Regions from separate parts of the Gadus morhua genome. Here region 2 is linked to region 1. Evidence: chromatin contacts called from public Hi-C data. All regions are on one chromosome and are shown on one strand. Each heading gives the region's core, a stretch centred on a gene start, on an enhancer-like site or on the middle of the called end of the contact. The rest is flanking DNA. Distances are from core to core; before and after follow the strand shown.

Evidence for each region. Hi-C and Micro-C count contacts between places; a contact is called where the count stands out from the background.
Region 2: a contact with region 1 is called in a Hi-C map of heart, with 7 times the contacts expected there. The contact joins the promoter of zhx2a here to the promoter of sntb1 in region 1. A contact is called at or near these places in 4 of 6 Hi-C or Micro-C datasets (blood, gill, gonad and 1 more).

Annotation. Positions count from the first base shown.
Region 1 is chr11:23,319,459-23,326,155 of gadMor3.0, reverse strand. It overlaps sntb1 (syntrophin, basic 1), which reads left to right and starts at 5,337. Exons shown (of 9, transcript XM_030370329.1): 1 at 5,337-6,379. The coding sequence starts at 5,806.
Region 2 is chr11:23,469,124-23,476,112 of gadMor3.0, reverse strand. It overlaps zhx2a (zinc fingers and homeoboxes 2a), which reads right to left and starts at 2,287. Exons shown (of 13, transcript XM_030371465.1): 1 at 1,885-2,287.

The DNA of each region.
Region 1 (6,697 bases), core at 4,088-6,587:
GGTTGTAAAAAAAAAAAAAACAGGAAAAAAAGAAGAGAAAATAAAACGGTGGTGAAATAAATACTGGTGAACCGCTGATAGTAGGACTTGGAGAACAGCGATCCACCTGAAACATTATCCCAGAGCTCCACAAACCCGTTCTGGCACAGACCGGTGGGAGAAATGTCAGCGGAGTTCATTGACAGGGGGTTACACAGGCCAGACTGAAGGCATACCGGGATTGCATGCCGCTCATTGAGAAAACCAAAGTGTTTACTGCCACTGCAACGGGGGGGAAAGAGAGAGAGCGAGGGAGCAGTGAGGAGACAACTGAAGAGCGGTCCAAACAGACCACAATAAAGCACAGATTCCAAGTGGCCATGTTTCTATCGAAGTCAATAACTAGTTCACAGAGGACTTTTGAAAAGACTGAAACGCAACCATCTGCCCACTTGCAAAGTCCCAGCCTAAACATACACCGTGGTTTACCCGGTCCCTAAGCTTCTCCTTTAAACATGACAGAATGAGGAGCTCCATTATGAGGTTAGTGTGACCTCATACTACAGCTGCCGGTGCGATAATGAAAGGAAAAACTCTGGGCTACTCGTAAACAGAGACACAAAGACAGACACACACCTCATCTCATGGGCAGGAACGGGGTCAGTGCCGGGGACCCAAGGTGGCTGCCTGTATGCATACCAAGGGATTTCTCGTGGCGAATCTCTTCTTAAATGCCACACAAGGCATGGCACACCAAGCCAAAGAATGTTTTCGGCGTCGTCCAGTATTTCACGAACCGTGTAACTTGAGAAAAGGAATCGTATGATAGCCTAGGGGGCTTCAAGGTCCACTGCCGCACAGAGGAGACTCATCTGCCAAATCTGAACATATTCATAATCCGAAAATACACGACGAAAGTGTTTTGTGTGGTTTGTTTGTATGTAGTTTGTAATTTTTTTTATAATTGTTGTCGTTTTTATTTACAATACAATAAATTATCATTAAGAACGTTAATTAATTGTTCCAACAAATTGTATCTGGCTTGTGAAGAAGAAGAAGAAGAAGAAGAAGAAGAAGAAGAAGAAGAAGAAGAAGAAGAAGAAGAAGAAGAAGAAGAAGAAGAAGAAAATTAGAAGAAGAGGAACATTTTAAAAAATAAGTGGTGGAGAAGAAGAAGAAGAAGAAGAAGAAGAAGAAGAAGAAGAAGAAGAAGAAGAAGAAGAAGAAGAAGAAGAAGAAGGAGAAGTAAAAGAAGAGGATAAATGTCTCCTTTGGCTTGCATCCTGGTCCCCTAGATTGAAGGCTCATGCAACGCTCTCCTCTCCTGGCATAGACCAAGCTGTTTGGTTTTCCCCTTTGCAAGATTTCATTCACATCTGTTACCATGGCAAGCAGCAAACAATACACACACACACACACACACATACACACACACACACACACGCACGCAGACACTCACACATACAAACCCCATTATGCAGTACAGCTGCGAAGTACAGTAGAACGTCATCTATATATGTGCAGAGTGAGCCCTCTAGTGGGCGATAATAATCAAAACCAATGGATCTCTATCTTCAATTCATGTGAAAGAATCGCAACTCAAGTAGACCATGTGCTCTTTTAACAACAGACCAGATCAGTTGTTAAATTTGGTCAGTTGATAAACTGACCAGATTTTTGATAAACATACGTTTTTCGGTCAAACAAGGGGTTTATGGACATGATTGATTTGAAAAAGCCGAGAAATGCGCTCAATAAAATGGATGGGTGAGGCAAACAAAAACATAAATGCCTGTTTTCCATAGGCAATAAAACCATCGAGTCATAAGCATGAGCTACTGATAGTACATCCTTTATGTCCATAGAATAACATGGATTTTCTCCTTACTCTGTGTAAGAAGAAAAGAGGGACATATAGTCAAGCTGTGAGTCACTGCTAAAATTGAAGATGTTACAACTTATTTTTGCCTTGTTAAAAAGCTATGAAAGGAGAGGATGCAGTCATATATTTTTTGTAGTTATTGCCTCATCCACTAGATGGGCTATTTATTTATTTAGAGCCCTTGTATTCATTGATTGCGCTCCAGAACATGAATTAGTTGATCGTATCCACTATGTGAAATGAAGTTTCTAGTTTCATTCCCCTTTGTCAGTTTTGATTATGTCCTCTCTGTGATTGACAAGCCTTGCCCGTTCCTTATAGCTTAGTTTATTCAGTTAGTAGTTTTGCTACCTAATTTCGCATTGCCTGTGTTTCTGTTTTCCTCTCTGCTTCTTCTGCATTCGTGTCCTAACTCATCACCCACCATACCTTTTTACTACAGGTTTTAGTAAGGCTCATCATGGCTCCCCTCCGGCCCATCGTACATCCAGCACATGGTTCTCCAGCCCAGCCCGTGTATTAGGCTGTGGTGGGGCTGCCAAACGTCCTGCCTGTCCCTCTACTAGGGGAGCCCAGCTGCTGCCTTACAAAATCTCGATTGTGTGCTGTCCTGGCTCCACAAATGAGAAACAGGCTCCCCGTTGAGATCAGGACAGCAGAAACCCTACACATTTTCCGTCACAGACAGAATACTCATCTGTTCAGACCGCATCTGGCACATCTCTTGTTTCTATAATGTATAGCATGGGAAGCAGTTCGGCTATTTTATTCGTTTTATGTCCTCGTACGTTTTGTACCATTTCCATACATTCGATGTAGGACTATTACACATTTTCGGTTGCATCTTAATGATGGAATGCACTTGATGTAAGTTGCTTCGGACAAAATCGGTTGCTATAAGTGTAATGTAGTTGAAACATTATTTCTGTGTAGCTTAACTGTTTAATGAGGTGCTTCAGGTGCACGTTCAGGCATCGTCAAAGTCCCCCGTTGCTTACTTTCATCTAATGCATACTTTATAGTGGTCTCCTCCCCTCAACATCAACCATCTAACAACCAACCAACCAAACAAGGAACAACTTGCGCTGAACCCACGTTCCTACTCCACAGGGACGCAAGTTCTGCAAGGAGAGCAGAACCAAATATTGGGACCATGCCCTTCATCACTGTCCCATGTGTAAAAATGATGACCTGACGTTGAAGTGAATAGGCCTACTTTGTCTCTGAGACATCGAAACAAAAGCCAATAGGACCGTTTAGGGTGTTTGTCGCTAGGGGAGGGCTGGTATCTTTCCATGATTTGGAAGTAGCTCGTATCGACTCTTTCACAGGCGTGCAGATTCACTGTGAAGATCTTTCCTTTCTTGATTTGATGTTTTATTACAAGGGGAAGATCCCACAAATAGGCCTACATTGGAAAACCGACATGCCGTGTTTATGTGTATAGGAGAATATTGGTTTGCTTGTGCATTACAAATATTTCAAAATGTAAATAAATGCACACAAAAACATACATCACCACTTCCCCTTTGCATCATTCATCTCCTGTTTGTATGTATACGTATGGAAGAGATATGTCCATTAAGGAGAGATCAAAGCATACTTTTTGTTTTGGTTGTATGAATTTTACATTTGATTTGCTTCATAAAATGGAGCAATTCACAATAAATGCTCTTGGATACTGAAGTGAATGGCCAGCTTGTGGAAACTCCATTCAATTCAGTATCCAATGTCTGACAGAGAATCACAAACTGTTATTGTCCTTCTCTTCCTCTTGTATAATGTGGACAGGTAAATAAAGATTCAGAAAGGTACCTTATAACCTTTTCTCTATTTCTGTTAGTCTCATTGCAATCATATTTTTCTTTTTGAAGGTTGTTACCAGTACAAAGAAAGTCTATCTATTGGATGAGTCATTTGCATATGAAAGTGAAATAAATAAATATTCTGCCTCATTATATGGTAAAGCTTATTCTTAGCTTTGTTTTTTTTTCTAAGTAGGGCATACACACCTCTTTCTCAGTCTGTCTTATTACCTGAGTTTTATATTTTTCAATCAATTAAATTTGCATTCAATATATATTCAGTCAGATACACTCAATAATTGCAATTATTCCTATTGTTTATGGATTCATATTTTATGGTGCACTCGTGCAAATATACAATTATCCAAAACTGCACAATGATAAAAGTCGATAGTAGATTTCCTTGAAGAGACAATCAAAATAATTCGGTCACCCCTACTTTGTGGAAGGTCAAGCATGTCAAAAACTATCCTCACCAGTAGATGGCGATCCCACACAACTGAACGGTCAAGGCTGAATTGTATATTTTTCTTTCTGTGTAGGCATACCTGTTCCATGGAACACATCACATCTTTAGAAGTGGCCTTTCTCGCCTGTCATTAATGTATGACAGTTAAGTTTTTATTAGGGTGTCTTTTTGCTTTTATAGGGATGATTTCCTTTAGGCCTATAAGACTAAAATAGGAAAACTCTATAAATACAATAGCAATCTCCAATTGCTGATAGCAATCTTCTGAATCTCATACGGGTATGGCTTACTGTTGAAATTACTATTTCAACTTTGCCTTCTTTAAAGCAAACGACTGGCATCATTTCAACTAAACAGCATCAAGCTCAAGAGCTTTTTAGAAATTAAAACTCACTCAACAAATGTTGGATTTAACCCAATTAGGCCTATGGGCCTATCTGTTTAGAACATATATTTATTCTGGAGGAGTACTATATGTAAGAGATAATGTACAGCGAGTCAAGTTTAAAAAGTATTACTTTGCTGCGTTGTTATAATAGGCCTAATAATATGCCATTTGGTTGATGTATACAGTATTTATACATGGTATCATGGTATCATGGTATCATTATCTTAAAGACTATAACCATAAGGTATCTTCCAGAGAAACCCACAGCAAATAACTATTCAACCACAATTAAGCGGTTTCCTCAAACCTCTGCTACTACACACAAGTCTGCATAAAGCATGCAACCACAGTTTTTGAGTGAAGAATGAGAAAGCTGAAGTTCCACACACACACCTGATGTTAATCGAGAATAACTAACAAGTATGTCGATTACAAAAGTGCCACAAACAACGAAATACTACATCGCAGTAGCATTTCGTTTTTGGTCCAAAAGGCAGTAGCCTAATATGCAAAATCTGCTAATCAAACACTAACACAGAACACCCGCAGAATGCACTTGCGCTGAACATTGCAGGCATGTATTTTTTGGCATGTATTTCCGATCAGGGCGATACATAGATGTCAGATAGATGGATTGATGCAGCCTACATAAAATGTGCATGATAATAACAACAATGGGTACATTCAAATATTGCCCGGGGGCCAGATATCGTCAGGTCTGTTCTGTGTGCTCCCGAGCAACATTACCTGTCACGGCGCATTCCTTTACGCGCGCCCCCGTACCTACTCAACGTGCACGTGGATAAATATTGACCCGCACACAGCATGTAGAGAGAGGAGAGTTGGACAGTCACAGAAGATGAACATATAGGCGCTCGTGTGTCTATCAAATACTATTATTCAACATCGCTGTCGCCCATACATGGACGAAGCAGTTCAATTGTCGCCCATACTTGGATAACTACATTATGCCGTCTGTTTAGTGTTTTCATCGCGCCGGGTCCTTATTATTTTGAGTGTGTGGCGGAAAAACAGAAAAGATATGGATTACTGAAGATGGGATCGGCTAACGGAGGGGAACTAACTCCACCCAGCAGAGAGGGTTTGGGGCAGGCGGACCCGGCGGTGCCACAACACAGCTGACCATTCGACACTCTTGGCAAGTCCTCCGGAAAACTTCGGTGGGGCCAAAGTCCACTTCGGGGTGTGAGCCAAGTGTGTCGCACTGTACCGGATAATCACACGCGAGTTCTTTTTTTTTTTTTAAAGGCTTACTGTAAAGATGGCGGTTGTACTGACGACGGGAGTTCCAGGTAACGGCCGAGTTCAACAAAGTGGGTTTCTGGAAGTTTTGGTCAAAAGGAAGTGGCACAAAGTTTTGGCACACTTGAACGAGGAATCCCTGACTCTGAGCTGTGAGGAGGGGGACACCGGTACGACCGACGCCGTCCGCGCCAACAGCCTCATTAACGGATCTTATAACGGCAACAACAATACCGCCGGTCACCCCGGCGACCCCGGCACGGAATCCGACACGAGCCCCGAAACCGGGACCGAGCGGGACGCCCTCAAGGACCTACCTGAGCAAGTGTCTGAAGCAATAGCCAACCAGAAGAGGTGCGTCAAGGTGACCAAGCAAGAGGTCGGCGGGCTCGGGGTCAGCATTAAAGGCGGGAAGGAGAACAAAATGCCCATTCTCATCAGCAAGATCTTCAAAGGGCTGGCCGCGGACCAGACCCAGGCTCTGTACGTCGGGGACGCCATTCTGTCCGTGAACGGTTCGAACCTGCGGGACGCGACCCACGACGAAGCCGTTCAAGCTCTGAAGCAAGCCGGGAGAGAGGTGATCCTTGAAGGTATGCGGTGTGTGTATGTGTGACAAGGGGACTGTCTTTGCTGTTGGTTTATATGACAGATGGAGTTGGATCTCCAGCATGTAGAAACAACGATATATATATTTTTTTTTTTGTGTGTGTGTGTGTGTGTGTGTGTGTGTGTGCGATATAGAGCAGTATTATATGTGGTTTGGGTGGTCAAATTGATAGGCTTATCTAATGAGTTATCCTAATGACCACCTAATCTCTTTCTTGTTGTTTTACAAAATATCTGGCAACAGTTGCAAGGAAGACTCATTTTTTTATGTCAAATAATGTTCTGGTGTGTGTTTTGAGATC
Region 2 (6,989 bases), core at 1,038-3,537, 150 kb before region 1:
TGTGGAATGCGATAGTTGTCAAGAGCTCAAGTCACTGTTTGGTGAATTTAACAGATGGCCAGATAAACCTCAATACCTAGTCCTTAAACGTGTTTTTATAATTAATGAGTCTATGTGCAGCTCTGTGGCGTCGTACTTTACATCCTAGAAGGCAATTAGCAGTGGATGTCAAGAAGATTGATAGAACTTGTTGTGTAGCTAGCTATGCAATATGTGAGCTAGCTATGTTGACCACGTCAACACAAACCTGTAGGCAAGACTGAACATTGCCTACTAACATTGAACATAACATATTTTACTGCATTCTGATGAACAAAAGCTTGACAATTGGAAAGTCCAACTTAATTTGCAAGATGCTCACAAAAGGGCTTAATTTTCTTGCAACTTGCAAACCTGCACCACAACGCACCTAAGGACATAAACTTATATCCATTGCATGAACCATTGTCCTTCATTGTTTAGGCTACTCCTATATCTCAGTGAGGATACAACATGTAGTGCAATGTTAATATGATCCACTTCCTATTATTCTGGCGGTATGCAAGTCAAATTAGTCTCTCAATACGAATATGTTCTAACCACTTTAGGAACCGTATGACAGATGTGTTATATCTTAACTGCTTTGATGATGCTATTCAATAGAAGATGAACAGCCTGCAAGGCAGTAGAGCAACGCTCCCAGGCCGCATCTAGTGTAATGTACCGAGTAATGTAAATAGACAGCCCACAAAAGTGACAACCGCTGGGTATCCACACTGACTCACATGCTTAAAAAGGCAAGCTAGTTACCACATTGCGTTCACTGTGGATGGATCCAACTGTGACAGTCCATCACCCCTGTCCACTACCTACCGCAGCTTTATACTACAGACAACATAACCGTATTCTCGTTATACGTCTCTAAACCCAAAGGCATGTTTCAATGCCCCGCTACCCCTCTTCCTCTCTCTTTCCCTTTCCGCAGTTCTCCCAAATCCTGTGGCGGGGGTGGTGGAGGAGGGGGGGGGGACCACTGGAAAGTCTGGGAAAGTGCGACGCGGTTACACTGCGGGAGAATGGATAAAGAGCTTCCTGAAAAAAGTTATCATTGGTGTTGTTTAGACTCTGGGTTCACAGCAGCCGTGGTGGTGCAGCAGTAGAGAGGTGAACCCTATGTTGGGTACGGCGTCGCCAGCACCGTGTGCGTTTCCGTCTGTCTGCAGCAGAAACGTCCGTGGTCACGAAGGGGGAGGAGGCGTCACCAGGAGCACGCCTACATCATCACGGTCGCCACGGTACCAGCCGAGAAATCAAAGTCTACACGTTACAGTGCACATAAAGTCGCTTTCACAAACCCCACAGAACCGACCTATGTGTAACCCGGCGTTGTCCGACGGTTTTATAGCCGGGTCCAGACGTTCGCGCCGCGACGCGGGCTAGAAGGGGGCCACAAAACGGTCTCCAAAAATGTTCCCTCGCCATCGACGTAACAACATGTCGGCAAAGGACGGCCATGTTTTGCTGGTTATGTCGACAGTGGGAGGAAAGTGAGCACGATGGACTGTCTCGTTCTCAATACTTCGGACCGCATACAATCAACTGCAGCGAAAACTTAGCAGGGGGGTGGGGGTGGGAAACACCGATGAACAACTTTGCTTAGCCGACGAGCACATACGTTGTTCCAGGGTGCAGGTGGAGACAACAACAGGGCAAACAAAGTTCACACGGCGAGACAAGTTAAAACACTAATACGGAGGCGCGGGGGGCTATGGCGGGGTCCCCCGCCGAGTTACAGCAAAGCTGGTCGAATGAGACAAAAACTAGACGACATGTGGCTTTGACTTAGGACACTTGTTTTTGCGCCGTCTCGAATAATACGTCAAGGAGTAGTTGGGTCGTTCCTACCTGCCCGAGGGGTCTGGCACGATGCTCGGACGACACGGTAGATATCCAAGTGGGAGTGTAAACCATCAGCTGGTCATGATAAGAAGTGTAGTATATTTAGACAAATGGGTAGCCGGGAGAGACGACAGAGCAGGAGAATCGCGATCACAAGGAGGATCTACGGCACAACCCACATGACCGCCGACGTCAGCGTACGTATTTGCATGAGGTACCAGGGCGCCTGTGTCCGCTCGCAGCGCGTCCATGGCGCGACGGGTCCAAAGTTCGGCAATTCGCGCCATACGTATGTGTCTGTACCCGAGCTCTGCATGAGCTGCCCTGGGAGTCAAGGTGTAGCAATGAATGAACAGTGTCTTGATGCTGTCAAGTTATTGCGCCGTAGGTGTCCGCCTCCCCCCTACCCCCAGCCAGCCTGGAGATAATGAAATAATAAATGAAGACCAACCCATAGGATGAAATGAGTCTCGGATGGACCCTCGCATCCCTACTACAACCTCTCTCTCTCTCTCTCTCTCTCTCTCTCTCTCTCTCTCTCTCTCTCTCTCTCTCTCTCTCTCTCTCTCTCTCTCTCTCTCTCTCTCTCTCTCTCTCTCTCTCTCTCTCTCTCTCTCTCTCTCTCTCTCTCTCTCTCTCTCTCTCTCTCTCTCTCTCTCTCTCTCTCTCTCTCTCTCTCTCTCTCTCTCTCTCTCTCCCCGCATGTAGTGGGTGTGTTGGGGGGGGGGGGGGGGGGTTGTTGGTTTAGTAGACTTTCACATGGAGGAAAAAAACAATGCACACTTGGTACGCAATAGTGACCTCCACCGGCCGGTTTGAACGTATGGCACACTGGTAGGTCTGTCTTGTCCTCAGATGGTGTCTGGAGGAAATTGCAGCAACCACAGCTGGGATGATCATTGAACCTCTTGTGATGACTTTGGGTTGTATTTTGCCTGCTCAATATTACTCACATAGCAGTGAAGCAACCTGGTTGGTATATTAAAGTATATGCATATTCTGACGGGGAGTCAGACCAAAATCCTAGTCCTAAAGTCCTGATCAGACGACCAACAGCGGTGTTGGTTTGACAAAACATTAGAGCTGGCTGATGCAGAAAATCTTAACAAACTAGAATGTTAAGAACAAATTGATCTGAATGATCCTAAAATTATGTATTATGAAGTAATTATTTTTGAATTGTATTTTTATCTTCAGGCATACCACTGGTGCCGCAGCATTTTTCCATGGATTTCTGCCAGATATCCCAGAGCACCCGAAAGTAGGGCTGTGTCCACTGCGCCTTCGTGTGTGTGTGTGTGTGTGTGTGTGTGTGTGTGTGTGTGTGTGTGTGTGTGTGTGTGTGTGTGTGTGTGTGTGTGTGTGTGTGTGTGTGTGTGTGTGTGTGTGTGTGTGTGTGATTTATAGTTATTGTTTGTTCAATGGTCATTTGACAATGACAGACATTATATTACATTATGGGCTTTTAGTGGATTTGGAAAACAATAAGGAATACACGTACGTCACTCCTCATGTATCTGACCTGATTTATGCAGGTTGCAGGATCATTGAATGACCATGTTTTCTTTAGCCATAAGTTACTTAGAGTTGCCACTAGATGGCAGCAACAGACCGTATAGTGGAGTTAGTGGGGTTATACCGGTATTTGACTTATTTTTGTATAAACGAAACACAACGCTGTTTCCTCTTTCCATATGATGTAGTTGTTTCTTGCAACTTACCGAAAATAGAAAGAATGAGTTTCAATATGAGCATAACTATGTGAACGTGAAACCAAAACCAGAACCCCCAACACTGACTGTGCTATCTGCATTTTACACTATGCAGATAGCACACTCGCCATGACTCACACACTCTGGACCATTTCCCTTCCAATACCCAGGTTCAACTGAGGCACAGCTGTTTACTATCAGGAGGGGCGAGAAGAAAGGACAATAGGAACGGGCAAGGGGTGGGGGTAGGAGAACAGAGAAGAGAGGACAATGGCATAAATAAATATTGTCTCTGTATTGTTACTTGTCCTTTGTTATTGATCTAACACAGGAGAAAGAAAATCCTTGCTATAGACATGTTGATTGGTGTAATATGCTGGAAGGCACGTCTGTGGTTTCTCACATTATCTATCCAAAACAGCCCATTTCCCATTGTGTAGTACAGTATGTTTTCAGTCACAGGGCAGATGACCCAAGCATTGGTCATTGCCAGTCTATCTGTGAAGACACACCTGTGAAGGCATAGCAGGTAAACAAACTAAGCAGCACGGATACCACACTACAAGGCTATGGAATATAACCATGGTAATGACACGGTTTAAATACAAATATAAAAAGGCCTATGAAGATCGCATGTGCAAATGTGAATTGAGCAAGGATTATGTTGACTCTCAGTAAATGGCCTATAGTAAGTAAGGGCAAGAAAATAAACATGGCTGCTGTCCACTTACTGTGGCCCATCTGACTGTGGAAGAACCTAATTGAATTCAGTGCAGTGGATCTGAAGGGTGACTGAGCCCACAGGAGTTTATATTGCCAAAAAGGAGTTTATATTGCTCTCTATGGGTTCTAAGACCTTTTCTTTTACTTGTCTTTCTGGGCTATTGGAAATTCATTGCGGAAATCTGAAAAGTTGTACTTCCCAATTTTGTCATGACACTTGTTATGACCAGAGAGCCATACTTATGCCTACAATGTAAGTACATCAAGGATTACTTTAACAAAATGGCTGTCGGTTGGTTACAGCAGCGCATGCTGTGAGATACTTGGCCACATGGGTGCCTAGTTGGCATGTAGTAGAAGGCATGCTGGGCGTGTAGACGCTCAGTTGCACCACAGAACCGCCATCTGGAGACTCTTCTTCAGAGCCTGTTCAGGAAGGTTCCACATAATTAGGAAAATATTGATACAAAAATGACAATTTTACCAGAGCTATTAACATGTCACTAATTTAGCAGATGCTTTGATCCAAAGAAGCAAGGAGACACACGATCTCCCCCTCCATCCCCCCTCCCCCGACACCATCCCCCGCAAAGGCAATTTTCAATTAAAGTATGAATTTCTAAATCAACAATATAAAAAAATGACATATCTGATTGGATATTAAGAAACAGTCTCAAACTCAACTCAATAACACAAACGTTATCATTACAATACTGTTTTGCCAGGACACTTTTATAAGTTAAGATCGTCTTATGCTCCCATATCATAGTTCTCTCAATATCTCCGTCACTTATGATCTTCTGGTCTGTTGCAACTTATTTGTTCAATTTTTTTTTTTTTTTGCCACACCATATTGAATATTTTCCCAGTCAAAGCACAATGCACAAAGCTTGGCCGTCTCATTGGCTCCCCAGGGGGGCTTGTAGAAAGGAAGGGGCCCGTTTTTGCAACAATTCATCACCACAGTTCTGTGAAATACTTACCCATGTGGTTTTTAGGGGTATTGTCACTTCACAAAATCCTTATATTACCGCAAAAGTATGCTTTTTTTTGTGCTTCTTTGCTATGTGTGTAAGAAACGGAAGGATTTCAGTGTGGATTCCTTGGCTGTGTGACGCAACTGCGAGTGTGTGCGTTGGGTTGATCATTTGCATGTATTGATAGACATGCCCTGTTCATCTGCTTGTGTGTGCATATGTGTGTGTCTGTGTGCATGCATGTTGGTGTGTGCATGTGTGTGTGTATGTGTGTATGTGTGCTCCTGCTACCTCAAAGGACCCTGCGAGCTAGGTTTTACAGAGCAACCAGTGTGTCAGACACACACACACACGCACACACACACACACACACACACACACACACACACACACACACACACACACACACACACACAGACACACACACACACACACACACACACACACACACACACACACACACACACACACACACACACACGTGGTTACCATTAAACCAGAGGCTTTCAAGACGAGAGGGGAAAAACGAGAGAAGAAAATAGAGCTTTGAGAGATGGCAAGGAGTAAATATTACCTTTGAACTAATATACTCCCAGATATGGGAGTCGCCTTGGGCGGTGGATCGCTAAGTCACATCAGCCTTCAGTGACAGTGAGGGGAAGTCAACCCAGTAGGTCAGAGGTGAAAGGAGGCAAATGGCAATCAATCCATCTGTGTCGCAAATTACACTTGAATAATGTGGAGTGTTGAATGTGCTCTCAGCACGGCGACTACATTTTGAGTAAGCTCACGCGTACGTTAGATGTTTGCCATCGTCTTCCACTGTTGGCGGGAGAGCTATCCTCACAGGAGTCATTTTAGGGGGGGGGGGCTCCATTCTGTGATTTATCATCAGGCAGAGGTATTTACTGATCCTCAGAGTTACTCCTGCTTCTGATTGATAGGGAGAGAACAGTGAGGACACATTGAACGGTCCTGCTGGTGTCGGTAAAATGTGAACTATCGTCGTTTCGAATTGCTAATGGTCTCGAAGGCCAATAAATTGAGACGATTCAGAAGAAGAGGGCTTCTGTACGTTCCGATTACCTTCTCGAAACGATGGCTTGATCCCACAAAAGACAACATTTATAGCCGTCAGACAACCATGATATGATGCTTTATAGGGACAGTTATTGTCTGAAGTACACTGATTGAGGTGCAGGGAGCTGCTCTGTTTCATTGTTTGGTTGTATCTCTCCCCCCCCCCCCCCTCACACTGGCTTGTCTAGACACAGACCTGAGTGTAGCTATACGTCGTGGTGACAGTGTACTGTCACAGCAGTTCCAAGCGTTTTAAGCCTCGAGCCCTTGTCTATCATTAAAGTACATGGCACAGACCACAGCACACAGATACTTATAATCCATTCCAAATTGGACTGCGTCACCGCTCCTTGGTTCCTCTTTCATTTTTGTGTGTAAACAGCGAAAGTGTATAAAAAAAAAAGGTCTCACTTGTGTTACATGCATCCAAACAGTGGCTCCGGGACAGTGCTGTAAACAGTGGCTAGGATGTATTTGGTAAATACCAAGCTCAATAGTTTAGACACGTTTTTTTTGTAGTGCAGTTGAAATGTGCAAGAGTGTGATGTCTGCTTCCTTTTTTAAATATATATATATCTCCATTTGGCTTTCCATCTGTCTTTCTGTCTGCTGGTTTTTC